6 separate regions of the Mus musculus genome follow, and all the other regions are linked to region 1. The links are chromatin contacts, called in public Hi-C, HiChIP or PLAC-seq and promoter capture Hi-C maps. All regions are on one chromosome and are shown on one strand. Each heading gives the region's core, a stretch centred on a gene start, on an enhancer-like site or on the middle of the called end of the contact. The rest is flanking DNA. Distances are from core to core; before and after follow the strand shown.

Region 1 (4,971 bases), core at 1,536-4,035:
CACACAGTTGAACATGCATACATACATATATAACACACAAAAATTTAAAATCACATAATTGACCAAAAAAGTCTTATCTATAAATCATATGATTTTAATGAAGAATTATCTTTAGGGTTTTGTAGAAAGAGTCAACTTTTAAGGTTAGCAACTTACTCAAACACGGCATTCAATCTTGATCTAGTCAGGTATCATTTAAGCTTTCCCAATGTTTTGTTAATTTCTTTCAAAATATTTTACCTGAAAAGTCATGTTAATGTTAGAATATAAGTATGTTTAATATGCTTTCAGAAATTTCATAATTCTCTAAAATGGTCATAAAAAAACACTAGAAAGAAAATCAAAGCTATATAGCCTGATTTTAACATTTAAGTAAATTAGATTGCATTTTACTTGATATTGTTTGGAGGCCTAGAGAAAGCCATTGTAGACACTGTGAGTTTAAGGAAGAGATAACGTCGAGCTTTCATTTACTCAAAAACAAAACAAAACAAAACAAACAAAACCCAACCATGTTAGCACCTTCAGACCTGTTTGGGTACTAATAAAGTTATTTAAAGTTGCTCTTAAATCGCAAAAGTTTCCCCAGATAAATCTTAGTCTTGTACCAATATATAACTCCTTTCTAAAACCTATTTTTATCACTGCATTGATATTGAGGAGTGAATGGGGAATCCACTTCAAATGTGTAAACAAAAGCTATACTCAGGCCTAATGTGAGCAATAGAAATAAAGTGGTGCAAACATAATCTTCCCAGACCCTGTTGGTACTGCTCTCTAGATGAACTCACTGTCTGGAATGTGGAAATCATTTCCTTTTTTCTTTAACATCTGTCATTGGAATTTAGCGGCAAGGTGGTGCATTGCAGATAGAATGCTGGCTCTGTCAGCTTCCCCTAGATGGCGCTGTTTTCTAAGAAGCTACAGTCGCGTTTTGGTTTTTTGTTTTTTAAATTGTGTTCCTGTTAGCACATAAACCTTACACTAACTACTGCTTTATATCTTCATGTATGTGTGTGTGTGGGGAAGGGCTCTGTGTGTACAAATACCGAGTCACACTATGAACATGATTTTAAAGTCTTCTTTCCATTTGCTGAAACCATAAAAATGCATTTGATTTACCTTAAAAACCTCAAATATACATATAAGAAATGATATGTCAAAAGGATATACGCTGAGATTTTTGTTAATTGTGGGAAAGGCTGTGAAATTTTATACTTGGATGTGAGTTTCTGGGCTAAATGCCCAACGATCTTTTTATAAAGCATGCAGTGATTAATACTTTCTTTAGATTTACAGTGGATTTTTCTTGTTGGCCTCTCAGCCTTCAAAAGTGTTTTATTACATTACTGTGTGTGTGTTACATTATTTTGTGTGTGTGTGTGTGTGTGTGTGTGTGTGTGTGTGTGTATGAGAGGGGGGCATAGCTTGTATGTGTAGGTCAGAACACAACCTGTAGGAGTAGGTTCTTTCCTTTACCCACGTGGGTTTAAGGGGTCAGAACTGGGGTCACCTTATCAGCCAGCACATTTACCTTCTGAGCCATCTCACCACGTCCTCTAGTGTTCTTCTGTGACTCTTCATTCACGTGCTCAATTTTCTGGTTGAGTAAGGAGAGACCCTGAGGTATGTTTAGTTAGACTTTTCTATATTGAAAGGAAGAAACAATAGTATATAAAACAGCCAAGCCACTTGGAAGTAGAAGTGATGTGGAATAAAAACCTGCATAGAATTCACAAAAAGGAAAACATTTCTTTCCTTTTCATCCTCTTCTCCCTTTAATGGCCCACATCTTTGAGGTGGCTCACTCTCACCCTGTGTCTCTCCCACTTTGCTTTGTAAATTCTCCACTTCTGTTTGCCATGTTTTGACTTTCCCACTGCTCCACCTAAGTCTTTCAGGTTCAAGAGACATGGAGCTGGCCTAGAGGATGCATGGCTGTAACTTCCTCTCTTAGACCTAGTACAGAGTGCTTTGATGCATCCTATTATCCCGTGTAAAGGGGGGGGGTGGTGGGAGGAATTTGAATTAAAGTATCAGCATTATCATAGTCATTTGCAAGGAAACTTAACATGCATTACATCCCGAGCATCTAGGAACCCCAAAACCCCATTTTCTAAATGAACCATAAAAGAAACTAAGGCCTTATATCCCAGTTGAAAAGTTGGTAACTGACAATGGAGAGCTGAGAGCTATTTCCTTTGCTGCTGAAAACTCACTAGTTTTTTTGCGGTAACCAGCTTCACAGAATGAAAAGGCAGCCCCGTGTAATAACCCGTGTCTGTAATCTCAGCTCTAGAGAGGACGAAACGGGACAGTCAAAAGTTCAAGGCGCTTCTCTACCACACAGTGAACTCTAGGCTGTTCTGGAGTGGAAATGAAGGTTCTAGCTAAACGTCCTAAATAGTAAAACAAAAGCAGAATATACTAAAATGCGACCCAAGCACTTCACTGCCACGCTGTGGCTCCTTCTGCCTAGCTGTACCTTGACGTTTCCTCTGCATTCAACATAAGTGGCTGCTTCAGATTCAAAACGAAGTTTCTATAAATAGACTCTTGAAAAGGATTTGCTGTACCAACTTATACGACCCTTGCAGTGTTTCTGTCTGGTACCCTCAGCAGGGGCCTTCGTCAGGAAAGAGGGTTATCATTGTCATGTTCAGGGCAATCATGAAAACTTTGGTCTGGTTCCATTTGGAACCTTGATGGGACACCCTCCCGGTCTCTCACAAAGGCTACCTTGGCAACTGCTCAGAATGTAAAGTCCCTCAGCCCCTGCAACCTCAAGGTAGCCATCCATTCTCCCTATCTCCCTGATGTGCCGCCTCACTGCTCACTGGCACCACCGTTTCTAGCTCTTCTCTGTGAGGTATGAATCCTTCATATCAGGGTCCAGACCCAGGATCTGTGAGGGACAGCACAAAGCTCTAATGTTCTATGTAAAGGAACAGGGGAGAAAGCTTTTTATTTCTTCTGTGATTTATCTCTTAAATTAATATACACACAGACACACACACCACATATGCACACACACATATACACACACATGTGCACAAACACACATACACAGAGACACACACACTCACAGACACACATGGATTTTAACAGTGAATGCTGTGTTATATGAATGAACACAGGCAGGCAAATGCAAAGTTCTCACAGATGCCCTTGTTTGGCCCACAACTCCAGTTATCCTCACCTCACACACTCATAAAGAGAGGGAAACACACACACAGACACACACACACACACACACACAGACACACACACACACACAGACACAGAGAGAGAGAGAGAGAGAGAGAGAGAGAGAGAGAGAGAGAGACAGAGACAGAGAGACAGAGAGAGAGAGAGAGAGAGAGAGACAGAGAGAGTGAGTTTATGTCCAGGCATGTAGTGAAAGTTGGAATAGCCTTTGTTCAGGGGTGGAGGAGGCAGTGGCTCATGGAAGTGGAGGTAAGAAGGCACAGGACGGGGCAAGCTTCTATGTCCTAGGCCATTCTCCAGGGCTTTACCAGAGGATACCTTCAACACAAATTAAAAGATAAGATTGTCAGGCATTTCAAGAGAAGGTTCTCAGAGCATGAAGCCGCAGGTTCAGAGTCCAGTTTATGAGAACAATGAGGCTGTGTTTAGGGAGGACAAGTTTAAGGGGACTGAGAATAGTTATAAGCCAGGCCGGCCCCTTTCAAGATGCTTCCCTGGCACTCACACCCTCTGCTCTGCCCAGCTCTCTGTATTCCTTGATAATATGCTCCTCTGAAAACCTTGCCAGCCTTGGAAGATTCCCAAGTATGCAGTATGTGCTGTTATGCTCATGAGAACAATACCCCCCACCCCCCACCCCCATAGCCTGATGCTAACCCTTATGTGAATAAGCTGTATTCCATACTGGGTCCTTGTGTTGCTAGCCCATTGATCTTTAACTCTAATCAATAATTCTGTGATCATATACTGAGCCTTCCTGGAACAAGGATCCTTTATATCCATGGTTCTCAACTTTCCTAATTTTGTGACCTTTTAGTACAGTTCACCACAGGTTGTGGTGGCCTCCCAACCGAAAAGATAATTTTGTTGATTCCTGACAGCCTCCCCCATCTAACATCTCTGGGACTTCCTAAAGATCCCCCCAATCCCTACCCTCATGCATGATGCCAACAGTGTGGCCATGGAACCTGAAAAGCCCCACCCCCTCCTGTAGCCAGGTAGAATCTCCAGTGGAGGGATAACCCAACCAACACACAAAACTTTGACCCAAAATTTGTCCTATCTAAAAGAAATTCCGCAACAGGAACTGACAAACGGCCAACCAGTAACCAGCTCAACTTGAAACCCATCCCATGGACAAGCACCAATGCATGACATCGTTATCGATACTCTGTTATGCTTGTAAACAGGAAGCTAGCATAACTGTCCTCTAGCGGGCTCTACCTGTTGCCTGTGCTCTGGACTACTTGCTACCTGACGCCACGTGCCCTTGGGTGCTGGGGCTGAGATGGCACAGAGTCAACGACACAGACTCTGGGAACAGGTGAGAAATGCCTCAACATTTTTATTCCTTTTGAAAATTAAGTTGCCATAGATCATACCTGGTTTCATATACATCACAGCTTTAGAGTCTTGTAGTTGTTTCTTCTGTTTCTAATAGTATTATTGTGACCCAAAATTCTTAAACACATACATTGATATGTACACACACACACACACACACACACACACACACACACACACACAAACTCTTATCTCTGTGTTGCTGTGTCTCTCTCTGTCTGTCTCCTCTCCTCTCCTCTCCTCTCCTCTCCTCTCCTCTCCTCTCCTCTCCTCTCCTCTCCTCTCCTCTCCTCTTCTCTCTCTCTCTCTCTCTCTCTCTCTCTCTCTCTCTCTCTCTCTCTCTCACACACACACACACACACACACACAGAGACACTTCCATTTCCAAATGGGTAATGTTGCCTCACTAAACCTTTTCTT
Region 2 (4,737 bases), core at 1,750-4,249, 770 kb after region 1:
TTTGTATCTCCCCAAATCCGAAAACAATAGCATTAAACAGTATGAGTTGTTTGGCATAAATGACATACTAAAAGATTCCTTGGGTCTCTAAACACCTATGATGCACTTGCTTGCTTACCACAAGAGCAATTATTTATTAAACTTTCACAGTTATTCTGAAACTTTGGTGGATAGCACGTACACCAAAATGGCCAAAACTGACTGCTTTTGAAAACCTAAATCTCCATTGTAGATTTTTGAAAAGCAACCAAGCCCATGGGGTGTCATTAAATTATGATTAATAGTGACAAGAAATGCAGTGTAACTATAATAAAGAGGTCTACTTTAGACTATATTGTCCTTACCAAACAGGGATGGTGAGTCCCTGTAATGGTAATACTTAAGAAAGCTGAGCCAATGCAATGTAAATTGAAGCCTACATAATTAATCCCAGGCCCGTATGAACTACAAAGCAAGATCTTGAAAGAAAATCAGAGAAATCCTAAGGAATGGCCAGAAAGTCCGTCAGTGGTTCTCAGCCTCCTGATCCTGTGACCCTTTCATACAGTTCCCCATGCTGTGATGTTCCCCAACTATAAAAATATCTTCATTGCTAATTGATCACTGTAATTTTGCTACTGTTATAAATTGTAATGTAAATATCTGATATGCAGGATATCTCATATGTGACCTCTGTAGGGTTATTTGACTTCCCTTAGGGGTCACAACCCACAGGTGGAGAACTGCTGGCCTAAGTTAAAAACACAAATTGAATGCAGATAGTTGGAGGGCAGAATTTTATGGGAGTGAGAAACGTGTATGAAGACTGCATGGGTATGAAGTTGGTGCTTCCAAGAGCAACATAAGGTTACTATACTTTTAAAAAGTTAGCAATCAGTCCAGTCGGAGAACGTGTTTCATAAGAGGTATGCAGAAACCAATTTACAGAGACAGTGCTGGATGTGTTTGATCCTGCATCCTTCAAGTGCTTCCCTGGGTGCTGCAGAGAGGCCAGCATCATGGATACAGCTCAATTTTCAAAATACACTGTCTTAGTTAGTCACTGTGACCAAGCCAACTTATAGAAGACAGAATTTATTGGTGCTTACAGTTTCAGAGGGTGAGTCCATGATGGGGTGGGGAACGTGGCACCAGACAGCTCAGGCCTGGCAATGAAGCAGCAGAGGAGAACTTTCATCTGATCCATAAACATGAATCAGAGAAAGAGCCAGAGAACTACCTAGGAATACCATGGGCTTTGTAACCTCAAAGAACACCCCAGTGACACACCTCCTTCAACAACGCCACACCTTCCAATCCTTTCCAAGCAGTTCTCCCCATTAGGAACCAAGCTTTCAAATAAATGTCCCAATGGAGGATAATCTCATTCAAACTATCACATGTTCTCTGACTGAATGGAGGCAGTGTCAAACTAAAAGCAAATTTTGAGACCAGTTCAGCAGGGAAGCACCCACACTGTCCTTGCCGCTATCTGCAAACCTTCACTTCTGAATTTCTCTCCTGCTCACCTTCAGAAGGCCTTTTCCTCTCAATTGCTTCCTGTCCGGCCTTCTTGTGACTGAACCATGGACCCCTCTTCCCGACCTTACACTTTCTGTCTCCCATCCTCTCATGTCTTCTTAAAAGATAACACCTGTATTTCTGTCTTTGGCTTTGGAATTTCAGTCATAATCTATATGACCAAATTGTTGTTGTTGCTTCACATAGTTTTAGAAATTATGACAGAGACCAACTGTGATTAGCCATTGGTATCAGCTTAAGGACTTTGCAAAGCACAGAGTCCCTAGGTTTGCTTGTCATTGTTTCCAATCAGTAGGCCTGTGGTGTGGCTGAGACATTTGTGTCCTTAAATAAATAACCCGGAATAATACCAAAGACCATCCATGTTTCAGCACCCTTGCCTGTCACACAATAATCAAGTTCATATCACACCACTTTAGTTCAAATGATTTCTAACACCTTTAGCTTCCAGAGATCACTTGCAAGACATGCTGCCATGCCTATTTGGAAGTCATCAACCAACAATTTTTCAATGATTCTTTTCTTTCAAGACAGGTCAACTTCTTTTCTGTGGTGCCTTAATATTTGCCGTTTATAGACCAAAGACACCTGTTCTCTGTGAAAGAGAACTGTTTTTTCAAATTTAAAATTGCAACACGGGATTTTTCTAAATCCTGCAGCCCCGTTTTTATTAGCAGATTGATACCAGTTGTGCACAGTCCTGGCAATAACAAGAAGCAATGTGCTCCTGCTTCCTATTAAGAAAAACAACGTTTCCTGATTTCTTATTACTCACTTGCTTATAAGGTTAAGGTATCAGGTAATGTGAGAGAACTGAAGGGCATAAGCTTATGTGATCTGCTAGAACCAAAGGAAACAAGAGCAAATTCAAAAACTCTGCGCTCCCAAATTTCTAGTCTTCTGTTTCTCGCCTAGAGTCATACTACCTCCCACACCGCACATGTTGTAAACTTTATGCGGCCCATCTGTTAAGGAGTTTGTTTTCCAAATTTGCAGGGGCTTGGCTCTTCTGGACTGAGTACCAGAACTAAATGTGACACAGATTTTTTTTTTCCCTGCTTAATAATTTTCAATCGCAAGGGCACTGATGTCGGAAAAGGTCAGGGGAAAGGAGGCAAGCACCGCAGGAGCGCACTGACTGTTAAACGGCAGGACATAGGCAAGCACATACTTAGCATCCGCCATGATGACAGGCATAGCTGTGCTCAGGGGATGTTGCATTTTTCAGGTTGGTTGTGGGATAAATGTGGGCACAGCTCGGCATTTAAAATGAGGCAGACTCAGACCACGATGTTTCCTCACAGTTAATGCAGAGACCATAGATAATAATTATGTTGCTGAGCCCACAGAGAATTTTTACGACTGATCCTCTATTAAACTGGCAAAACAAGAGGATAATGTCTCCAGCACTAACAAGTTGGCAGGGAAGTCGCTGGCAGCTCCTCCCACTGATGTTCCATCTGTGTGAGCCTTCAGCAGGATCCAGGATATTGTTTCCCTACACAGGTTGTTCCTGCAGTATAATCAAGAGAGACTGAGTGTAGATAGCTTTATTGTTTTTGAAAAAAAAAAATCACTGCCACTTCAGGGTAAGCAGCTCCTGGGCTGGGCACCCTCAGTTAAGTCTTGCTAGGAAGAAGCAGCCATGCGGTGACGTCAGCAGGAAAAGAACCATTTCGAAGCACCGGCTTGTCCAAACGACGTGAAGTCGCAGGAGAAGAAGAACTGCTTCAGAGCAGGATTCATTTTAGAAAATCCTTTTGAGTCCCTTAATCGAAACTTAAAAAATTGCTTTTGTTTAAAAATACCATTTTTGCTGGTGGCTAATAACAGAGCGCGTTTGCCCAACCTTGACTCTCCTCCGGTGTCCTGGTTACTGGCTCAGATTTTCCTCTTAAAAAATAACAGTTAAATGTTGAGGGAGAAAGATCTGTGAAGGCAAAGGGGGTATATAAACCAGCTGAGTCAAATCCTGAGTCAAACTCCTGTGTCAAACTCCTGTCATGACGTCTGTCATTGTACACTTGGCATGCGATGCAGAAATGGCCTCTGGACAAGCCAGGCAGCTGCCTCCATAGATTTCCTAAATACTCTTCTGATATTTAAGACATATTTTAATAATGAATTTACTGCATATTGTGTCTTATCCATTGTGTGTCCAGAATAGGGTCTCACTGGACATACTTTCTTGCTCTGATAATGGAAATGGATTCTAAGTCATCACTTAGATGAGGGAGAATGTTAAGCTAGTCAACCCTGCACAAACACATGGTACCACATACAACTCACTTTGGCAGAGGATTATATGTAAATCGCAGGTAAAATAGGCAACATCATGGTGCTTGTTTGCGCCAGCCTGGTTGTCCATATTTAATAGATTTGAATCTCACCCCAGGAAAGAAATACTATTATTATACCCTGTTTTTCAGATGAGGGGATCGAGGCTTAAAAGTAGTTAAACTTGCCTAAGACCTACCCCCTAGTAAGCGGATATCTTTATAAAGCTCAAGTTCTCCAGCCCTACTCTGGGTGGGACAACTAAAGGAGGCCTTGCAATTCTGCTGAGCCATTTTTAAACCATCTCTAAGACCTTACCAAAAAAATCAGCATAAATCAGACAAAGGCGGTTTTCGTCATCTAGTGCATGGGTCCTCCTCCATAGCATTCGCTTTAAATTCATTTCCATTGGTTAAAGGGGTTCACAAAATGATCTCCTTCTCTCTTGTCTTTATGTATTCATCCCCACACTCCTACCATACATTGGTTCAAGCCCCTCTCCAGCGCCAAATGAGATAGAAACAAAGAAAAATATCAAAGCTGTGAGAGACGCCAACAAGCATCTACAAGGTTAGTCCTTCCCTGGAAATTTCCATCATTGTCTGATTCACTCAGCAACTCTTGCTCATCTAAGCACAGGACCAGCAGAGCTTTTCCCTACCTGCGGCACCCTTGTTGTTTCCTACTGTCCTTTTTTCGGGGTTACAGCTCACTATATTGGGTGGGTTGGTGAGCAGGGGGAGGGGAATAGGGAGGGGATTTTCGGAGGGGAAACCAGGAAAGGGGATAACATTTGAAATGTAAATAAATTATCTAATAGAAGAAGAAGAAGAAGAAGAAGAAGAAGAAGAAGAAGAAGAAGAAGAAGAAGAAGAAGAAGGAGGAGGAGGAGGAGGAGGAGGAGGAGGAGGAGGAGGAGGAGGAGGAGGAGGAGGAGGA
Region 3 (4,643 bases), core at 414-2,913, 970 kb after region 1:
CAATCAACTTCCTGATGACCTTTGAGTATAATGTACTCAGAGGCATTGAAAGGACAGGATTGGTTTCCTTAAGGGTTCATATTGAGCTTTCTGACAAGATTCAGCTCTGTCAGGCTAGGCGTTTTCTCTCCCCTTTACAATCTATCTTTTTTCTTTTTTGAGATTGCTTTTTCTGTCATCCCCCTTTACAAAGTCTGACAAAGATGATTGCTCCATGATAGATTTCATTTATATTCCCTAATATCTACTTCTCTTTCACTTTGAGTTAGATGTGAGATTACACTTTCCATGGTCTGCTGAGGTTTTATGTGAAAATGTGATCGTGTGACCAGTGCCGGCTAAGGTAAAGTGAACGACACTCTGGACCAATGCTTTCTTAGCTTGAGTTGTGCTTGCCTTCCTTCTAATCTCTTGCTATTAGAACCCCTGAAACCTGGATATTTAATGCCATCATCACAAGGCAGTAATCCCTATGTGATGGTACAAAGCGAAGCACTTTAGGGGACCAGGAATGTAAAAGAAAGTTTAAGGTGGTTACTACAGCCTAATCTAGACTATAATGTCACATACAAAAGAGTGAAGAACATTGCCCAGCCCAACATCATAAAAATGATGGCACTATAACTCATTTAACATGCATTCCTTAAGCTCTTGCAATGAAAACTAGGATCTAAGGTGGGAGGATGGAGAAAGGAGAATTCTGTTGACTACAAAGAGCTCATTGTTAAACTGAAAAGGGAGAGAAAGTAATAATTTTATGAACACTTAATATGGAATAGAAGATTTGAAGGATCTTTGTCTAACCAGTATGCAGGTAAAACTTAGGAAACTGGTCCTGCCCGGTTCTTAATGTCGTCACTTCAAAAATTAACATGACCTATTTGCATGACTGTGTGTGCCTAGGCAACCTCTTAAAATGGAACGAAAACTTGATTTCTCTCTTTTAAAATACTGGATTGTGATTGATAGCCAAAAGTGGGCGTGTCTATGTACTCCAAATTCTTGGCAAAAACAACCTCCCAGGCAGTAGCTAGTGACAGACCTCTGGCCTTGCTGCTACAAGTTAGAAACAATGGAAAAGGAACCACTTCCCTGAAGCCCAGACTCCTGAAATGTCAGCCATTCTACAGATGTCTCTTTAGGTACAACGGGTCAGGAATTGAACTAGGTTCCTGGGTTGGACCAGTGAACAGAGCATGCTCCTAACCTCATTCCACAAGCCAACAGATACGGAGTACTACTGCTATTTGTTGCACAATTGCAAGTATTTAAAGAGCTATCAAAGAGATTTCTCTGGACCAAGCTGCGGATGGACCACTACCGGTCTTTGTATGGCGATACTGAGATTAATTAACTAAATTGAATTCAGATGAACCTAGAAGACAAAATGAAGATTACCTTTAAAGGGGACTGTGAATTAAACAGAAGTCCCTAGGATAAAATCAGTTCTCCATAAATCCTAGCTATTCAACAGTGGCATGGAAATGTTTGCTTGTGGGATAAAAAACAGCCCTCCGTGCTGAGGGAGGGGACCGGCTGTTTTTACCATATACTAGTTCTTGCTTTACCCGAGTCACTTCTCTATAAATATGAAAACACTGTGCTGGCGCTTCACAGTTGTGTTTTTATGTTTCCTCTGACATCTCTCGAGTCAGCCGTAGGGGGAAGCCCCTTCCTTCCTGCCTGCTTTGTTTTGGTTTTGTGTTTCATACCTTTCCTGGCAACAGGGTCAGTGTAGTTCTCTGGTTACCATAGAATCCAGCTTGCCCTCCTAAGCGAATGTCCCAGGGAAATCAGCAAAGTACAGGAAGAGACACACTAAAAGTCCCTCACGCTCGCCCGCCCGGATTGAGTCAACGGGCACATTCCATTCACACTCGTCCAAAGGGCTTCTAGGTGGGGTCCAAGCTAATATGAGTGGCAGCTTCCAAGTTTTATTGCTTCAAATTCCATGATCTGTCAAATTGGTTTTTTATCTTTCTTTGCAAGATTGTAAGCAGTTTAAATGAGTCTCTTTATTTTACTATTCTTTCATTTGCTGACTAACTCCTTTATTGCTTCTTAAATGAACTCTGTGGCACTTTTAACTTATTCCCCAGCAAAAGGGAATTGGAAAAACGTTCTTGGAGAAAATGGTAAATAGAATACAGAGTAAGAGCGAAAAACAGACTCCATTAAGAGTGAGCATCGATGGGGAGAATGAAAACCTGAGCAGATATTCAGCAACGAGCCATCAAGAGCTGAGATTAAAGCAATGCAGATTGCACGTGCAAAAAAACATGCATTTCTAGAGACGGGAAAAAAACTCGCACTTTCTCAGACCATATTTTGTATAATCCACTAATAACCTTCCAAAGAAACTTTTTTTTGTTATTCTTATATTTTGAATGGCGAAATAGAAATGAAAGGGGTCACAAAACCAGAAAGCACTTTTTACAGGGCTCCAAATCCCTCAAGAAAAAAAAAATAATAACATTTTTTGTTATTTCACTGCCTTATGAAATCAATTAGAACTTGATAGCCTCTCGGGGAGATTAAATTTTTTTAAAAATACAAAAGAAAGGACAATGGGGTCACAATGGGGACACGGCACAAATGCAAAGTTACAAAGAGACAGAAGCACATGGAAAAAACAAAACAAAAAAAAAAAAAAACAAGATTCTTTGTTCCATTTTCCGTGCAGAGGATGGTGCCCTGACATTCAGGGAACCAGCTCTGTGCTTTCTCTTGGTGAAGAAAACATAAAGTTCCCTGGAACAGGCCTGGGGTTAGTAGACACTGTGTCCTGCTACAATAGCAATAGCCATCGATAAACAACCACTCACAACTTTCTGTCTTGGTTAAGCTGTTATCTTCGTCTGTAAAAGGCAACGTGGGCTTTTTTTGCGGTGCTTTTAAAAGAAAACAGTCTGCCTTTGATGGAATGTCATCTTTAAACTTTGCTTAGGAGTGTGAAGGCATTCTGTCAATATCTTGGAAACGAAATCTCTGAGAAGCAGGTTTCTGGCCCTAAGTTACATTATTTACCATTGACTTTTTTTTTTCTTGTCTACAAAGCAAGTGGGGATTGCAAGTAAGTTCCCTTTCAAAGAATTTCAGAGCTTTTCATCACTAACATCTGAGTATATGACTTAGGAAAATGCAGAACTGCAACACTTGTATAAATTATTTAATGGGAAAGTGCCAATCACTAAAGCATGTCATTCAGTAAAGCACAAGATCACGAATTTTCTAGGTCATATACTGGCCTTATGACTGCAGGGAGGTCGCCCAGTTAACAAAGTGCTTTCTTAGCAAGCCCAAGGTCCTGGGCTCAGTCCTTAGTACCATACAATTAATTAATTATCTATTTTCATTTTCATTTTAAAAATTAATTTATTAACTCACTTTCAAAAGTGACATCATGACAAATGACTGGAAAGACAGATATTAAAATCTTTCACTGTGGCTGTTAAAATTTAAGTATATCTATTAACCATCTTATTAACTATTAACTATTAACCATCTTATCCCTAGAAAAAGTCTTAACAATGTATCTCTTTTATTTCTGCATTTGCAAAACTAAAGTTAAAGGTGATATTTAAACCAGGAATAGGGGCATATGCCTATATTTTCAAAACTTGGGAAGCTGAGACAGGAGGATTAGGACTTCAAGGCAAACCTGGACTACATAGCAAAAAAGAAGGTTAAATTTAATAAAACATATTAACAATATTTTAGAATGCAAAATTCTCTGCTTTCTAAAAATGGCTTTATAGGGTCAGCTGTTAACACCCTATCAGAAGGTGAGTAGAGTCTGCCCATGTTGGACATTCAATGAAACTTACCAGTTTTCCTTTATGTACAATAGGAGTCAACCCACAATCATGGATGGAGGTTTTATAGACCATAAAGTAAACAATCTGTGTAAGATGGCTGAAGGTTTATAATTATTAACCAGGCAGAACCTGTGGACTCAATGTCTACATACACCTGCTTAGAAGAAAGAAAGAAAAAAAAGAACTGTTATCTTTCTATATCTTTTTTTTTGGGGGGGGGGGGTCCAGACAGGGTTTCTCTGTATAGCCCTGGCTTTCCTGGAACTCACTTTGTAGACCAGGCTGGCCTCAAGCTCAGAAATCTGCCTGCCTCTGCCTCCCGAGTGCTGGAATTATCTTTCTGTATCTTAAATACTCAATATAGGTTTCTGAATTACTATTTCAGAAGAGAAAGGAGGAGGAGGAAGAGGAGGAGGAGGAGAAAAAAGAGGAGAAGGAAAAGAAGAGGAGAGGGGGAGAAAAGCAAGAAGAGGAGAAAGACAAAGAGGAAGAAAGAGGAGGAAGAAGAGGAGAAGAGAAAGAACTAGAAGAGGAGGAGGGGGAAGAGGAAGAGGAATTGTCTTTTGTGTGCTTAGAAACCAGGTCCACAACAGAACAAATCTTATTATTCCAGACTCAGTTATCTTGGAGTGAAAGAAAAAGTCAGGAGCTTGCTTTGTGACGCCCTTTAATTGTGTCTTAGAGTTACGGCAGGACAAGTCACATCTCATCTGATGTCCTTCCTTCCTCTCTCTGTACCAGAACTAGGCAGGAAGACTTGTAGGGTATTTCTGATGTGAAGTCCCCGTGATAATGTGGAGATTCTCCCAGGTGTCTGGCAAGACT
Region 4 (4,666 bases), core at 559-3,058, 700 kb after region 1:
CACTTGGGAGGGAGAGGCAGGTGGTTCTCTGATTTTTAAGGCTAGCCTGGTCTACAGGGTGAGTTCTGGGATAGCCAGAGCTGCACAGGGAAACTTTGTCTCAAAAAAGCAAAACAAACAGAAAGACAGGAAGGGAGGAGAGAGAGAGAGAGAGACAGAGAGAGAGATCCTATTTTTGACTTGAGAAAGCCTTAAAACTGCAAACTACAGATTCAGCCACATAGAAATACAAAGGCATCTTCTTCAGACCACCATAAAAAATATTTTGAGAAAAATACAAAGCTTACATATACAAAAGAATATCACTAATTCTTAACAGCTCTTACAAATGGAACAATAGCAGAAATCAAAAAAACATTTTTAAAAAGCCTCTGAAGGGATGATTCATGAAAGAAAGGCTAAAGAGTGATGAACATAAATAAGGAGTTACAGATATTCAATCTAAAACTATAGCTATTTATCATCTGCCAGCTTATATAAGGAATATATAAACAGAAAGCTCTAGTGGTAGAGCTGCAGCTTGGTGTGGAGACATTAGCCAACCATGGTAGGGTTCAATTGCGAGAATCAAAAAAAGAAAGGGCAGTCCAAGAATCATCTCTAATGTGACAGAAAACACTATGTGATAAGAAAATTACTGTATTTTTTTAAGAAAGTCAAACAATGTATAATATAGCATTTAAAAACAAGTGGAACCTATGACTCAACAATCCTGCTGGTTAGAATTCATCTGAGGGAAATATTTGGCAGAATTAAAGGCCCCTGCCTCCTTTGAAATGGCAAAAATATGGAAAATTGAGTGTGCAGGGACCTAACTAAATTATTCAAATAACTCACTAATATAATTGCAGAGGTCAATGACACACACAATACTGGATGCAGAGGCTGCTTAGGAAACTAGTAGTTCACACACACACACACACACACACACACACACACACACACACACACACATAGCAAGCAGAAGTTTTGTTCCAGTACATACATCAAAAACACAGAATTATATGAGCCAAAATATCCACAAATATTGCTGGCAACAACATCATAGATGGCTTATTCTAACTTGTTAATCTGTACTTCCCATTTCGTACGAAGTGTAGAATAACTCCTTTGATAAAGCTTGAAAATTAGGAGGGAAAAGAGAAAAGGAATTCCCCAGTCAGAGAATGAGAGGAACGTTGAAGATAAACTTTGCCTGGATCAAGTCTTTCCAAGCCTGTTCGGAGAGAGGAACGCTGCGAGACTGCAGAGCAATCCCAGGGTACCTCTTGATGAGTCAGAAGCCTCAGGCAGGTGCTTCTCCTCTGAGAGTAACAGATGAGGAGCAAAGAACTTGACTGATTAAACGGTGATCCCACGGAGGCTATTTGACAACAAACATGTAGCTTTCCTTTTCCTTGTTTGAGATTCTGAAGAAGCCTGACATTTCTTGTCAAAAATTCACTCATCTACCATGCACCGCTAAATCTGCCTGGTGTCCTAAGTTTGAACTCATCCGACAGCATACAGAATCTGTTGACAAATCTTTCTCTCTCTCTCTCTCTCTCTCTCTCTCTCTCTCTCTCTCTCTCTCTCTCTCTCTCTCTCTCTCTCTCGCTCTCTCCCCCCCCCCACCCCCCACCCCAGGCCTTTGTGATCGGATGACTCATTCCCTGGTAGGTGGTAGTAGCTTTGCACTAAGTGAATGATTGGAAATGCTTTTGCGGCTGAATGTCTTGAAGCTAAATGATGGGTTGGGAAAGATGGGGTCAGAGAAAGAGCATAGCACTGCAGATTGTCAAATGGTGCGTGGCAGGCATCAGCCACGCCGTGCAGATGGAGAGGCTATGAATACATTTCAGGTACTGCAGTAATTAGAGCAAGCAGAAATCCACACAGGTTCCCTTGGATATTAGAATATGGTGTCAGTATTCTCAAAAATACAGATGGTGTTTCAATACACATAATAGCCTCACTTCTCACCATCTGGACCCGAGAGTCTTTTCTGCTTGGACTCTCTAATCAGTGACCATGTTTTACTGCATTAGAAACAATTAGAAGTCACATTTCTGTGCTCTCTCTCTCTCTCTCTCTCTCTCTCTGTGTGTGTGTGTGTGTGTGTGTGTGTGTGTGTGTGTGTGTGTGTGTGTGTGTGTGTGTGTCACTCCTCAGCCTCTCTGAGTTTCTTTCTGCATCTCTGCGTTTGTCTCTGTCTCTCTGTGTGTCTCTGTATGTCTCTGCCTCTCTCTCCTCTCCATTTCTGCCTCTCTTTCTCTCTTTCAGTCTCTCTGTTTCTCTCTGTATTTCTCTCTCTCTCTCTCTCTCTCTCTCAACTGATAACCTCAGTATTTCTCTGAATTTCTGTCTCTGACACTATCAGCCATTTTAGCTTAGAAATGATAGGACCTCTGGTTCTATGCACTTCTCTGCTTCTCATTTTTCATTCGCTAGAGTGTTTGTAGATGGAGTAAAGTCAGCGCAATAGCAAACGCCACGCTCTAGATCAGAGGGTAGAGACGAATGACAGGAACTTTAAAGGTGGGTGGCGTGGCTGAAGGGGACACTCCTACAGCACAGAAATCAGTGCAAAGTAATTGCTCAAAAGTCGTTCAATGGCAGGGGAAAAAATCTTTCTGATATTGATTTGTGCTTTGTTCTGCTTATGCATTAAAGAAAAGGCCAGGCTCCTGGTGCATACATATTTGGAGTGCTTCACACTACTGAGCCAACAGCACAGGCAGCCCAAAGACATTTATTCCCTGTAACTGAGTTTCTGGGGGGAAATCTACTACTAATTGAATAAGACCAATAGGAAATAAACGTGCTGCAGTAGAATTGTGTTGTTCCAAAATGATGCTTTGCAGTCTTAATCCCTGGTACCTATGAATCGGAGCTAATTTGGAAATAAAGCCTTTGCACAATCAAGTTAAGATGAAATCAAGCTGAGTCGAATGGGCTTTAATTCAATGACTTATGCCAAGTGTTGACACAAGAACACAGAGATCTAGGGAAGGACACCCTGGGATGATGGAGGCAGAGGTTTGAATGTAGCAAGTCAAGAGGTGCAAACAATCTCCAGCAACCAACAAAAGCTAAGAGAGAAAGGAAACAGACCCAGGGAAGCAACCATTTTTGCTTGCTTCATGTCGATATATATCAGTCTCTATGACTTGGAGAGAACAAATTTCTATTGTTGTAAACAACAGTTTGGGTAAAATTTTATGGAAGCTGTAGTAATCCGCTTTCAAAAAGGGTTTTTGATTAAATGAGATTCTTCTAATGACATAACAGGGTCATGGTTAATACAAGAAAGATCTCTGGCCAGCACTGCTCGTATCCACTTAACTTGGTGAACAATATAGATGATGTCATCTTTGTTTGCTTTCATCCCCTATATAAGAGAAAGAGATTTCATCTAAGCTAAAGTCATGCTCAATACCCCCTAGTTCTTAGTTTTATACATGGTTTCCTCATTACCAGTAACCAGGAACTGAAATCAGGGCCCAGGATCTGCCACCTAAGATCTTGAAGTGGTGGACTGATCCATAATCCAATCAACCTAAGGAACCACCTTGGAATCTATCAAGAGATCCTACCCAGTGATGGCTTGTATCTCTGCAGGGAAAGAAAATAAGTCTCAGAGTGTTTGCCTCCAACCCAATGCTGACAACAGAGGAAAGCTAAGTTAAGAAATAGAGACTAAAGAGATCTTTGTGATTGGTTCTATTCCCCCACACCTTAAGCTACAGTGATGCACATAAATAAAAAAAATCAATAAAATTATGACATATTTTCATTATGTTTATATCCTTGATTCACATACAGTTATATTCTGGTCTCTAGGGAAATCTCAAGTGATTGGGCTATGATTTAGGATTTGATTCTTTAAATGAGTTCCTTAGCAGAATGGCTACAGATCCACACTTTTATGACTGTAACCTACACTCTCATCGGCCAGTCCTTTCATAGATTGCACAGGGTAGAAGATCCTACTACCATGTGCTTGAATAAAACTATCCCACTAGTCACTATGATATTCCAGCCTTTGTAGTGCGAGCTGTGGTTTGATTCTCACTCCTTACTATTATAGAACAGAAGGTGTGAGGGTTACCGTTGGAAGCCCAAACTCCTTAAGACTCACTGAAACTATACTTGATGTTGTTCTAGCATAGAGGACCCCTTCCAATATACAACATTGATTTCTTTTCTCACAGTAACATACTGCAGAGGTGTACATCAGAGTGGAGGCTCTCAGTGTTCCATATAATCTGCCGAACCTGCTTTTATAGTTGACAGCCAATGGAATTTAGTGCATGGCAAAGATCATATAAATCAGCTGCAGTTTTCAAATTTGTCCTCAGTGATTGAGTATAATTGAGGATATGGTGGTATGGATTCATAGCTTAACTGACAGACATTGCCAAGAGAAGATATTCATCATGAGTCTTATTATTGAAAATGTCATCTATTTTTTTCTATAATATATATTCCATAAAAATGTAATCAATAATTGTCTCCATCACTGAGATTTTCTTTTAATTTAATCAAAACTCCAGTTTTTAGCCAAAGCATTAAAAAGAAAAGAGAGGTGTGGTTCTTGGTCTTGGTGGTCTAAGCATCATAGCTTAAGTTTACTTTGTCCCCAGCCTGTGCTGACAGAAAGACTATGTAAAGAGACTTTCTTGGG
Region 5 (4,757 bases), core at 2,207-4,706, 620 kb after region 1:
ATGAAGATAATGCTCACTTTGAAATCAGGACACACGGAGTCAAGCTGGAAATTTCCTCTCTGCTGCCTAGATTTCCTAGTGCCACATGAAGGTACTGTCATCAGTAATCAAATCTAGCTGAAGACTCTGAAAACTATAAAACCAACCAGCCCGACAAGATGTACCCCACATTAGCATAAATGTTATAAGGGTCATCAACTGCTTTTCTATTGATATTGAGGCCAGCTACACAGTCAAAGCAGCCCAAAAGGGCAGTGGTCAGGAGGCAGTGATCAAAATGGGAACTCATACATGGTCAATAAGCTCACAGTGCCACCCCCTCTGAATTCAAAGTAAGATGATCTAAGTCAGAGAGGACAGACTGGGAGGTCTTTGAGAGCTAAAAAAAAAAAAATGTGGAGGAGTGAGGTGATACACTATTTTCAAGGGACAATACTACTGCAATCAAAAATTCACTGTAGCTGTTGCACCCTGTACAGTAAAGGGAAGGGAAGGAGAGGGGAGGGGAGGGGAGGGAGGGAAAAGGAAAGAGAAGGGGAGGGGAGAGGAGGGGAGGGAAAGAAAAAGGGAAGGAAAGGGGAGGGAAAAGGAAAGGGAAAGGAAAAGAAAAAAAGGAGAGGAGGGGAGGGGAGGGGGGAGAGGAAAAGGGAGAGGGAGAGGGAGAGGGAGAGGGAGAGGGAGAGGGAGAGGGAGAGGGAGAGGGAGAGGGAGAGGGAGAGGGAGAGGGAGAGGGAGAGGGAGAGGGAGAGGAGAGGAAAGGAAAGGAAAGGAAAGGAAAGGAAAGGAAAGGAAAGGAAAGGAAAGGAAAGGAAAGGAGCGAGGGGGAAAAAGGGTGGAGGTGGGAAGGGATAGCAAGAAGAAAGGAGGGAGGGAGGGAGGGAGGGAGGGAGGGAGGGAAGGGAGGGAGGGAGGGAGGGAGGGAGGGAGGGAAGGAAGGAAGGAAGGAAGGAAGGAAGGAAGGAAGGAAGGAAGGAAGGAAGGAAGGATGGATTGTGAGGGTAAAAAGTTGGAAGAATGTGGTCCTCGGAGCTGAGAGGTGATAAGATGGAGTCCCAAGGGGAGACTATTATAATCACAGCTCATTGAATGCAATATGAAATTATCAAAAGTTAACAAACTTAAAATGTTAAGTATATTTCTACGTGCTCAAATTAAAATTTAATTGTGTTCTATAAGAAAAACAACAAAATACTTCAAAGAAACATAATTCCCAGTTGAGAGAATTCTCTCATTGTCCTCATGAGTTTCTTTAAAAAAAAAAAAACAATAAATAGTTGTTAAATTGTAAAATATGTGTAGAGAGATAAACATGTATGTATATATGCATGTATGTACGTAACAACAACTAAAAGTAGAGGCTATAAATTTGAGATCTATCAAGGGGAGATTGTGCATAAGATATTGGCAGATCATGGTACTATTAATTTCAAAAAATAAGAAAATATTATAAAAACACTGGTATAAATACTAACTTTATTTTGACATGTAGTTTCTTGATTTAAAAAGAAAAAAAATTCAAGACTTGGAAAGTAAGAAGTTTTTTGCCATTGCATTTCATCTTTTATTGTAACTTACTTTAGAAACAGCCACTTGAGTAGGTGATTAATTCTTAGCTCCTGCTATCAGCTTTTATATTCTAGAATCCTACAGATATACCCTGTCTTAATATTTTATTATAGGGACACCAAAACAGGTCCTCTTGTTGATTACTAAGATTCAATGGCAGCTCTGCTCTATTTTCATGACCTTATTGAAATTCCAAGTTCTCTGAGCTTTATCATGTTAGAGTCCATAACTTCTCTAAAACCCAGTGGCTTTACCTTTTAAATATTTAAAAAGCTCCCAATCCACTTTCAAAGCCAAAGAAAGATGCATTTGTCATTATTCTTGTGAGATTAACACAAATAAATTTAGGTAGGCCCTAAAGCAAATAAAATCAGAGTATTCAGACAGCCGTATAAATAATTCTGAAAATATAAAAAAGGGAAATCAAAATGTAGTTCTATAGAAATCTGAATCCATTTGATTTATACTCCTACACAAAAAAATCACACTAAAGAATGTTATTCTGTACTCATACTTAAGAAATCAAAGTTGCATTTCACATAAAATACAACAGGTTTCATGTTAGAGATGAAAATATGGCTTAAAGAAATATATTAGATAATAACAAATCAAATAAATACATGTGCATATGTATGCATACACATCTATATGAGACTGTGATGTGTTTATGAATGTGCCATTGAAATTTAAAAAAAAAAAACAACCTGAGCCAATTAGGTTAGATAAGTTTGTTCTAACACGCCTCTAAATGCACCTTGTTTTAGTCAATACATTTAGCTATCTAAATCTTTAGAAAAGGACTACCTGTCCTAACATGTGTGTCTAACGTACCCCCAATGTTTTGCTCAAAGACTGACATTGCTCCCTCCTAAGCCATCTTGATACTTTGCCAACACATTTAAGGCAGCCACTTTCCACTTCCTAAAAGCTAGCACACATAGACTGTTAAAGTACCCAGAGCAACATGACCAGTGTCGAGAGAGCCGTGTGAGCTGTTAAAAGGTTTGCACTTCACTCCAGTCATGCAGGACCTGAGTCCAGAAACAGATTGCAGCTTATGGCTACGAGTCATGGGTAAGCTGGTGAGTCAGGCTGTGACCAGGATCGAAAGGCTTTATCCTTACATATGTTTCAAGCTGCAATGAATAATAAGCCTGCAGCATTGCCCTTTAGCTCCATTTCCCAACTCAGATGTGAATGATCTAATGTCTTTTCTGGCATAGCTCAGAGGTCTGTTGGTAACAAGTCTGCATTGCTGAATGTGTGCAATTTAAGCTATCAGTTGCTTTTGTCTTGGTTAGGCTTTGCCCATCTGATCTGCTTAGGATTAAGAGCTAGCAGAGTCAAAAGAGGTTGTTCAAACGATTAGAAATGTAAAATCTTATACGTGAAAAGTATCTGCCCATAAAGCAGAGATAAATGGTTTGATAGTCTCTCAGACATTCTTTGAATGCATTTCCTAAATGTGTTACTATAGAATGTACTTTGCAAGATCCTAAAACAAATGGACATTATAGATTCTGTCAGACTTTGAACATTTCTCAAGACAGTATCTTCATAGTCTTAATTTACTGATGTAGTAATTCAGTTACTTTAAAAAAATAATAAGAGCTATTGTCATCTTATACCAGGTATGCTGCAATTAGGATGTCACCAACAACTTTGCAGAATCCCATGTGACATATTCCCACCTAGATTCCAGAAAGTAGAGAGTGTCCTTGGGTTGGGGGTGGGTGTGAAAATCACAGGATTTTCTTAATGTTTTCATTCAGTAACCAAAACCATCTAGTGACTCATGTTATTGAAAAACACTCTGCTAAAGATGGCTCATTGCATTACTATTCAGCAAAGTCCACAGAGGCCAAGAAAGGCTGTCCTTAAATATCCGGGCAACTTTCCACAGAGGGTGAGAAACCCCACCCATCCCATAGATTTGTTCAGCCAGGTCCTGGGATGTCACTGGATAGTTGAAAGGATTTCACACGGAGGCCAGGGCATCCACAAGCCTTTGAAGAGGGCCCAGCTGTACCTGCTGCCCGGAAAGCTCACATAAGTGAGGGCTTCCGGTGGCTTGACATTCTCTCCTCAGGATTAGTGGAGACTCAGCTTTGAGCCATGGCTGGGCCTTCCTCGGTCCTAAGGGCAGAATGGAGCAGGGACAACTGAATGTTTGCTAACATAACTGCCATCTGCCACTGTTAAGTCTTATGGTGACAGAGTGCACGTTAATGCCAGATAGACTGAGAACATTCACCATCTGCTCATTGCCCTGAAATAAAATGAACTGGGTCATCTGGATTTGGAAGCCTCACTGGAATTACCGACATCTATTCCCAAAGTTAAGGATAGAAATTTTCCCCCAACTTTACATTGTCCAAGTCACTCAGAGAATTATTTTCTTATAGTAGGAAAATATAATTAGATAATAATTTATATATTAACAACAAAGGGTTTTCTGACACTTGAATTATTATATCGGTAAGCAGCGTTGTTATACATCAATATCCATCTAAATCCTTCTACAGGAAAGAGCAATACTAAATTAGAGATGATGATAACGCTTAACAGATAAAGAAACTTGCCCCTGGGATTCAAAGCCTGACCTGCTGAGTTTGACCCTGGAACCCACAGGAATGGAGGAAGCATGGCAGAACCGTCCTCACACGCCTGCACATGCTCCATGGCAAGCACCTCACATAACTAACACAATATACCTATACTTGTAATCTACATCTATGTCTACACCTATACCTATAATGCATATCTATATCTACATCTATATATCTTAATGACATATGTTCAAGTAGAGAATAAAAAATACATGAACCTTGTTGTTAAGCTAATTAAAGGCTTAGTTCTTTATTTCTAAGTACAGAGCAGAAGTAAATTAATAAAGAATTTCAGCCATCACACTGCAGTTTTAGGATTTAACTGAACCAAAATAGTGAGGAAATATTTTCTTTCCCTCAAGAGAGTGAAATAAAAAGGTAATTCTACTTCTACACTGTGAAATCAGCTCCTGGTTTTGTGTTTTGTTTTGTTTTGTTTTGTTTTTAAACTTATATCTCTCACCTACCAATCAACACTTCTCCTCTGTTCTGATATCTGCCAGTCTAGTAACAGACAAGTTCACTAGCTAGGTATTTAGGTTGGATCTCAGCTGAATAAAGGACATATGAGAGAAGGAACAG
Region 6 (4,654 bases), core at 107-2,606, 860 kb after region 1:
AGAACTGAAGGAGTTCAAGGGGCTTTATCTGGAATCAATGGGAAGGGAGCAGGCTGTTGGTCCTGTGAAGGCTCGATGCCCCAGTGTAGAGAAATGCTAGGGCAGTGAGGCAGAAGTGGATAGGTGGGTGGGGGAGCACCCTCATAGAAGCAGGGTAAGGTGGGGATGGGATAGGGGCTTGCAGAGGGGAAACTGGGAAAGGGGATAACATTTGAAATGTAAATAAATAAAATATCCAATTTAAAAATAATAATAATTCAGGTATTCAATAGTTAAATACTTCTAATCTTTCCAGAGCCATATATTGAAGATCCTGTCTCTTCTCTAGTGTGTATTTTTGGTACTTTGATTCAAAGAGGAGTAGCTATAAGTGCCTGGATTTATTTCTGGGCTCTTCATTCTGTTTGTTCATTTCTATGTTTGTTTTTGATGCCAGAACAGCTATGTCCTAGTTACTGTGTGCCTGTAATGTGCCTTGATACCCGATATGACAACACCAGGTTTCTTCTTTTCTGGGCAAAATAAAGAAATGGGGGGAGGGGGCATAAGTCTGTATAGTATGTGAATCTTTAGGCTCTTTAAAATAAGTTTTAAACAGAATTAAGAAATAGGTAACCTGGCAATTTTATATTATTCCTTGTAAACACCCTTAGTTCCAGGAAGATTGATGTGTTAAAGAGTCCACTCAGAAATAATTCATAAGGAATGTTAAGAAAATTAAATTTGATCTCTGCCTGGGTTTCCAAGAAGCACAGATACAAGACAAAATGGAAGCTTCCATTTTAGTGACCCAATATAAAGTTGTCAGGTTCCGAAATAAGCTGTGAGTCCGGTGGGCAGCAGTTTCTAATTAAGTGTCCTAGAGCTGGTTCAAACGCTCTAGACTCCCTAAGACATGATTTTTTGAAAGGTTACAGAAGTAGTAACTAAGGATAAGATTTGTGGAAGACAACTTAACTTTGAAGAGGGTTGCCTCCGTCCAAAAGACTCCCCCCTCCACCAACAGCCCTTCATACCTCAGAAGCTAAAGTTCTTCCCCTTTGGGCTCAAGCCAAGAGAATGAGATTCAGTAGTACTTCCTGAGTCTCAGAGTGAGCACTTGTATTAAAAAAACACGTGACACTGATTTGGACGGATCTGGAAGTCACCAGCGAAGGTCAAGGGCAGAGAAATAAGAGCGGTCCTGCCAGGCTGGAGTTTACCTGCTTCCCCCCCCCCCCCCCCCAGCCCCCTTCGGTTCGCAAAAAGACCTTGCTCTCAGGGGGGAAAAAATCTCTGCCAAGTGTCAGTATGGCAGGAGCCACCCCACATCCAAGCCCTGAGGCAGGATCTGAAGTGGCTGCGGAAAGGGACAGCTGCATCCTTTGAATCTGTGCTGAGACTCCAGGAAAAGCTCAGAAAAAGAAACGGCACCAGACTGCCCAGGAGACAAAACTAACGTTTGATGTTCTCTGGGAACATCAAGGCGTTTCACAGGCATAAGGACAGGAGAAGAGCATCGCCCTCATACCTCTTAGCGCCCTCATTCTCCTGCCCCGCATTGAAAGAGATCAAAACCACGGACACATGCAGTTGCTGAAGAGCATAAACAAGCTGAAGAAAATTTTTCAGCTACACTCCTCCTAAAAGGCTGCTTTCCCACAGCCAGCCAACGCTCACAGGATGAGGAGAAAGGAGTCCTACCTTTGAATGTGGATCTAGGGATTGATATTCTTATTATCAAATTTAGCTGTTATTTAAATTTTGAGCATAGCCAGAGAACTCTGCATGGTCTAAAACTACACAGAAAATTCGGGGATTTAGCAGATTTTTTTTCCTGTAGAAGAGAGAGAATTTCACTCCTGAAATGTTTGGAGAGGGTTTGAAAGTTTGAAAAGCAAACCCTGCAATTTGATTATATCCCTGCCCCTCCACCCCCAAAGATTGCCTTGTCCAAAGTAACTATACTTACCAGAGGTGACTGTCACGTTCTGAGTAGAGCTCAGAGAAGGAAAATGCTATATGATGGTCCTCAAAGAGTTGTCGAAAGACTAATCAAAATGATGAAGGACCGCAACCATCCAATCTCACAGAGGGCAACACAAGGAGCTCTGGCTGTTCATGCTGGGAATTCTGGGTAAGAGGCAGCAGCTCGTTTAACCTCTGTAACCAGGCTTACACGTAGAGAACCATCAGAAAACACATTTGTTCTTGAGGGCTTGACACCAACGAACGCACAAATAGTCCAGGATGAAGAAACATGTGTGAGGAAAGTCTTTCAAGACTAATAATTTTAATAGTGTTAGGTGGATTTGCATGGTCACATATTTACCATTGCTGCTTGTTTAGGCAGAGGGTAAATGACATTTGCCATGTTCCTCACATTGAGGACCACTAACCACTCTTAACTGTCATAATCCAGTTTGCCAAAAACCCCGTCCTCCTGAATGGGCCATTATATTAGAAACGAATTCACTCAACACCATAATGCACCAAATGATGGTTTGCCTCTTGAGCCCATCTTAGTTTTAGTTTGTCTTCATAAAGAAAGTGGTTAAAGGAATAACCCATCAATCACTGCCCTGCTTCCCTGGGGTCTGAAAGGGAGAAGACGTAAGCATGAACAGTGCATCCTTGGATGTCTTCCTTTAAATGTCTCCCTGAATGCAGTTCACTATTATTTTATTTTAAGTAGCATGCTTGTAGCTCACCCAGTGGCTTCTTCTCACACTCCACCCATTCATTCATTCTGCTTCTCAGGTCCTGCCACATCCTGCACAGCTCCCGGGATCTAAAACCCAGCTCGGGTGGTGAGGGCATGAAGGTAAGACAAGCACGGAGACACTCAGAAAAGCTGCGATCAGATGGAGATGGCCTGGGCTCTCAGATGCAGAAAAGTCAAAGTCGGCCACTTGGAAGGTTGGAGTGTTTACTGCACACAGCTGAACGGATGAGATTATTATACATAGTTATTGTTACATGGAGTTAAACAAGGAGACAGAATGACTACATACAGCTGAACAAGAAGGCAGGCTTAGCTAATCTCGCCTCTGTAGGAGAGCAGTCTTCCAACTATAAATGTCTGAGGGGAGAAAGCTATGGTGGACGTTTTCTGCACACACTGTTTGACTCGAGGGCTTTGATGCTCCAACGATGCAGAGGCATCCATCAGTCCTGGACATTCCAATGCTCACAGCTAACAGAACTTCTCTCACTCCTACAAGTACCCAATTGTTACACTGGTGTCGGAGTATGAATAAATGATGTTTTCTGCGTTATCTGGATGCTAAAGTCAAACCCCACCTCAACCCTTTACCTACCTTGGCAGCATCTGGGATAGAGATGCATGATTTAGTACTTTAAAAGAATCAAGGTATCACTTTTTCCCCAGGGACACTACAGGGAAAAGGACCACAAAGTGACCCTAAGGTGTGGTAGACTTATCGCAGCAGCAGATTTTACTGTGAGAAACGGCCAGAGGTGAAGTTTTCCTACACCACTCCTATATGTACAAGTCGTGAATCGTCAAGTCTCAATCTCAGAGAAATAACTCTGGCAAGGAAAAGCAGTGCCTAGACTCCCAAGAGATTCGGTGCTACCAAAAAGAATAGTAGTTGTCTAAAAACAAAAACGAACAAACAAACAAAATGGTATACTCTCCCATGATGAGAGCAGTTGACACCAGTGGTTTGGAGACTATGATAAAAAAACAAAAACAAAAACAAAAAACAAAAAACAAAAAACCAACTATTTATTTAAAAAGAAAGAATTCTTGCCATATGGTTAGCTTTAAGAAAATTTTCAATGGCTTCTATCCTAGGAAGGATAGAAGCCAAGCCCCCACCCCCACCCCGCACGCGCCCCCAGGCTGGCACTTACCATCCCTCCTTGTTTGGAGACTGCTGCTGCTACAGTGATTTCTCTATAACCTTCAATTCTACTTTGCCATTACTTACCTGAAATTCTTTATCCCAAGACACAGTTAGATCAGCCACAACTTACCTCTCTCTCTCTCTCTCTCTCTCTCTCTCTCTCTCTCTCTCTCACTCTCACTCTCTCTCTCCTTCTCTCTCTTTCTCTCCTCTCTCTGTCTCTCTTTGTCTCTCTATCTCTCTCTTTCTCCCTCTGTATGTGTGTGTGCATGTGTATGTGCATATATACTTCTGTGTCTGTCTCTCTGTCTGTCTGTCTCCCTGTGTATCTACCTCTGCATATGTATGTGTGTCTATCTCTCTGTGTCTACCACTTTGCCCTGCCCGTGTATCTGTCATATTTGTTCCTGTGTCTGTGTCTGGCTGATTGGCTGGCTCTCTCTCTCTCTCTCTCTCTCTCTCTCTCTCTTTCTCTCTCTCTCTCTCACTGTATGTGGGGAGCAGAGGTTATAGTTAAATGTATACAAAATAAATGTTATATAGTACAGAACTTTATTAATATTTATCTCATTCAATTGAAATTATTAGATTATACATAACTACATAGTCCCTTGTTAAATCGAAAACTCCTAAAAGATAGGAACCATATTCTTACAATGTAAAGTATAATGCTAAATAGATGAGCTAATGAGTGAACTGAAAGGATGGATGGATGGATGGATGGATGGATGGATGGATGGATGGATGGATGGATGGATAGATGGATAGATGGATGGATGGATGGATGGATGGATGGATGGATG

The links. Promoter capture Hi-C pulls out the DNA fragments that hold promoters and counts their contacts. HiChIP or PLAC-seq counts read pairs in DNA pulled down with a chosen protein or histone mark. A called contact is a pair of places that touch in the nucleus more often than the background predicts.
Region 2: a contact with region 1 is called in a promoter capture Hi-C map of hippocampal neurons, with 29 times the contacts expected there. The contact joins the enhancer-like site here to the promoter of 4930525C09Rik in region 1. A contact is called at or near these places in 1 of 39 promoter capture datasets (hippocampal neurons), 17 of 484 Hi-C or Micro-C datasets (the C10 cell line, the C2C12 cell line, cerebellum and 8 more) and 2 of 115 datasets of contacts at active chromatin or transcription factors (astrocytes and neural progenitor cells).
Region 3: a contact with region 1 is called in a Hi-C map of uterus, with 4 times the contacts expected there. The contact joins the enhancer-like site here to the promoter of 4930525C09Rik in region 1. A contact is called at or near these places in 1 of 39 promoter capture datasets (hippocampal neurons), 2 of 484 Hi-C or Micro-C datasets (adipose-derived mesenchymal stem cells and uterus) and 1 of 115 datasets of contacts at active chromatin or transcription factors (astrocytes).
Region 4: a promoter capture Hi-C map of hippocampal neurons shows a contact between it and region 1, with 6 times the contacts expected there. The contact joins the enhancer-like site here to the promoter of 4930525C09Rik in region 1. A contact is called at or near these places in 2 of 39 promoter capture datasets (hippocampal neurons and second pharyngeal arch cranial neural crest), 1 of 15 datasets of contacts at CTCF or cohesin (the NIH/3T3 cell line), 3 of 484 Hi-C or Micro-C datasets (cerebral cortex and cortical neurons) and 1 of 115 datasets of contacts at active chromatin or transcription factors (differentiating embryonic stem cells).
Region 5: a CTCF HiChIP or PLAC-seq map of the NIH/3T3 cell line shows a contact between it and region 1, with 6 read pairs. The contact joins the enhancer-like site here to the promoter of 4930525C09Rik in region 1. A contact is called at or near these places in 1 of 39 promoter capture datasets (hippocampal neurons), 1 of 15 datasets of contacts at CTCF or cohesin (the NIH/3T3 cell line) and 3 of 484 Hi-C or Micro-C datasets (cortical neurons and myocytes).
Region 6: a Hi-C map of cerebral cortex shows a contact between it and region 1, with 3 times the contacts expected there. The contact joins the enhancer-like site here to the promoter of 4930525C09Rik in region 1. A contact is called at or near these places in 3 of 484 Hi-C or Micro-C datasets (cerebral cortex and cortical neurons) and 1 of 115 datasets of contacts at active chromatin or transcription factors (neural progenitor cells).

Annotation. Positions count from the first base shown.
Region 1 is chr10:97,711,987-97,716,957 of GRCm38.p6, forward strand. It overlaps 4930525C09Rik (RIKEN cDNA 4930525C09 gene), which reads left to right and starts at 2,786. Exons shown (of 3, transcript NR_130993.1): 1 at 2,786-2,869; 2 at 4,278-4,531. The region is part of intron 4 of Gm10754 (predicted gene 10754); the gene reads right to left.
Region 2 is chr10:98,483,457-98,488,193 of GRCm38.p6, forward strand. No RefSeq gene overlaps it. Among named protein-coding and RNA genes, the nearest start is that of Gm34297, 52 kb to the right of the region's middle. Within about 2 kb of position 3,000, at least 31 of the 459 cell types and tissues checked have an H3K27ac peak or open chromatin away from gene starts, as enhancers often do. A contact at or near this core is called in cerebellum, cerebral cortex, cortical neurons and 4 more, where this site is marked.
Region 3 is chr10:98,682,663-98,687,305 of GRCm38.p6, forward strand. No RefSeq gene overlaps it. Among named protein-coding and RNA genes, the nearest start is that of Gm40750, 120 kb to the right of the region's middle. Within about 2 kb of position 1,664, at least 156 of the 459 cell types and tissues checked have an H3K27ac peak or open chromatin away from gene starts, as enhancers often do. A contact at or near this core is called in uterus, where this site is marked.
Region 4 is chr10:98,416,728-98,421,393 of GRCm38.p6, forward strand. No RefSeq gene overlaps it. Among named protein-coding and RNA genes, the nearest start is that of Gm8633, 67 kb to the left of the region's middle. Within about 2 kb of position 1,809, at least 25 of the 459 cell types and tissues checked have an H3K27ac peak or open chromatin away from gene starts, as enhancers often do. A contact at or near this core is called in cortical neurons and hippocampal neurons, where this site is marked.
Region 5 is chr10:98,330,180-98,334,936 of GRCm38.p6, forward strand. All of the region lies in intron 4 of Gm8633 (predicted gene 8633), which reads right to left. Among named protein-coding and RNA genes, the nearest start is that of Gm8633, 19 kb to the right of the region's middle. Within about 2 kb of position 3,457, at least 82 of the 459 cell types and tissues checked have an H3K27ac peak or open chromatin away from gene starts, as enhancers often do. A contact at or near this core is called in the NIH/3T3 cell line, hippocampal neurons and myocytes, where this site is marked.
Region 6 is chr10:98,571,910-98,576,563 of GRCm38.p6, forward strand. No RefSeq gene overlaps it. Among named protein-coding and RNA genes, the nearest start is that of Gm34297, 37 kb to the left of the region's middle. Within about 2 kb of position 1,357, at least 10 of the 459 cell types and tissues checked have an H3K27ac peak or open chromatin away from gene starts, as enhancers often do. A contact at or near this core is called in cerebral cortex, where this site is marked.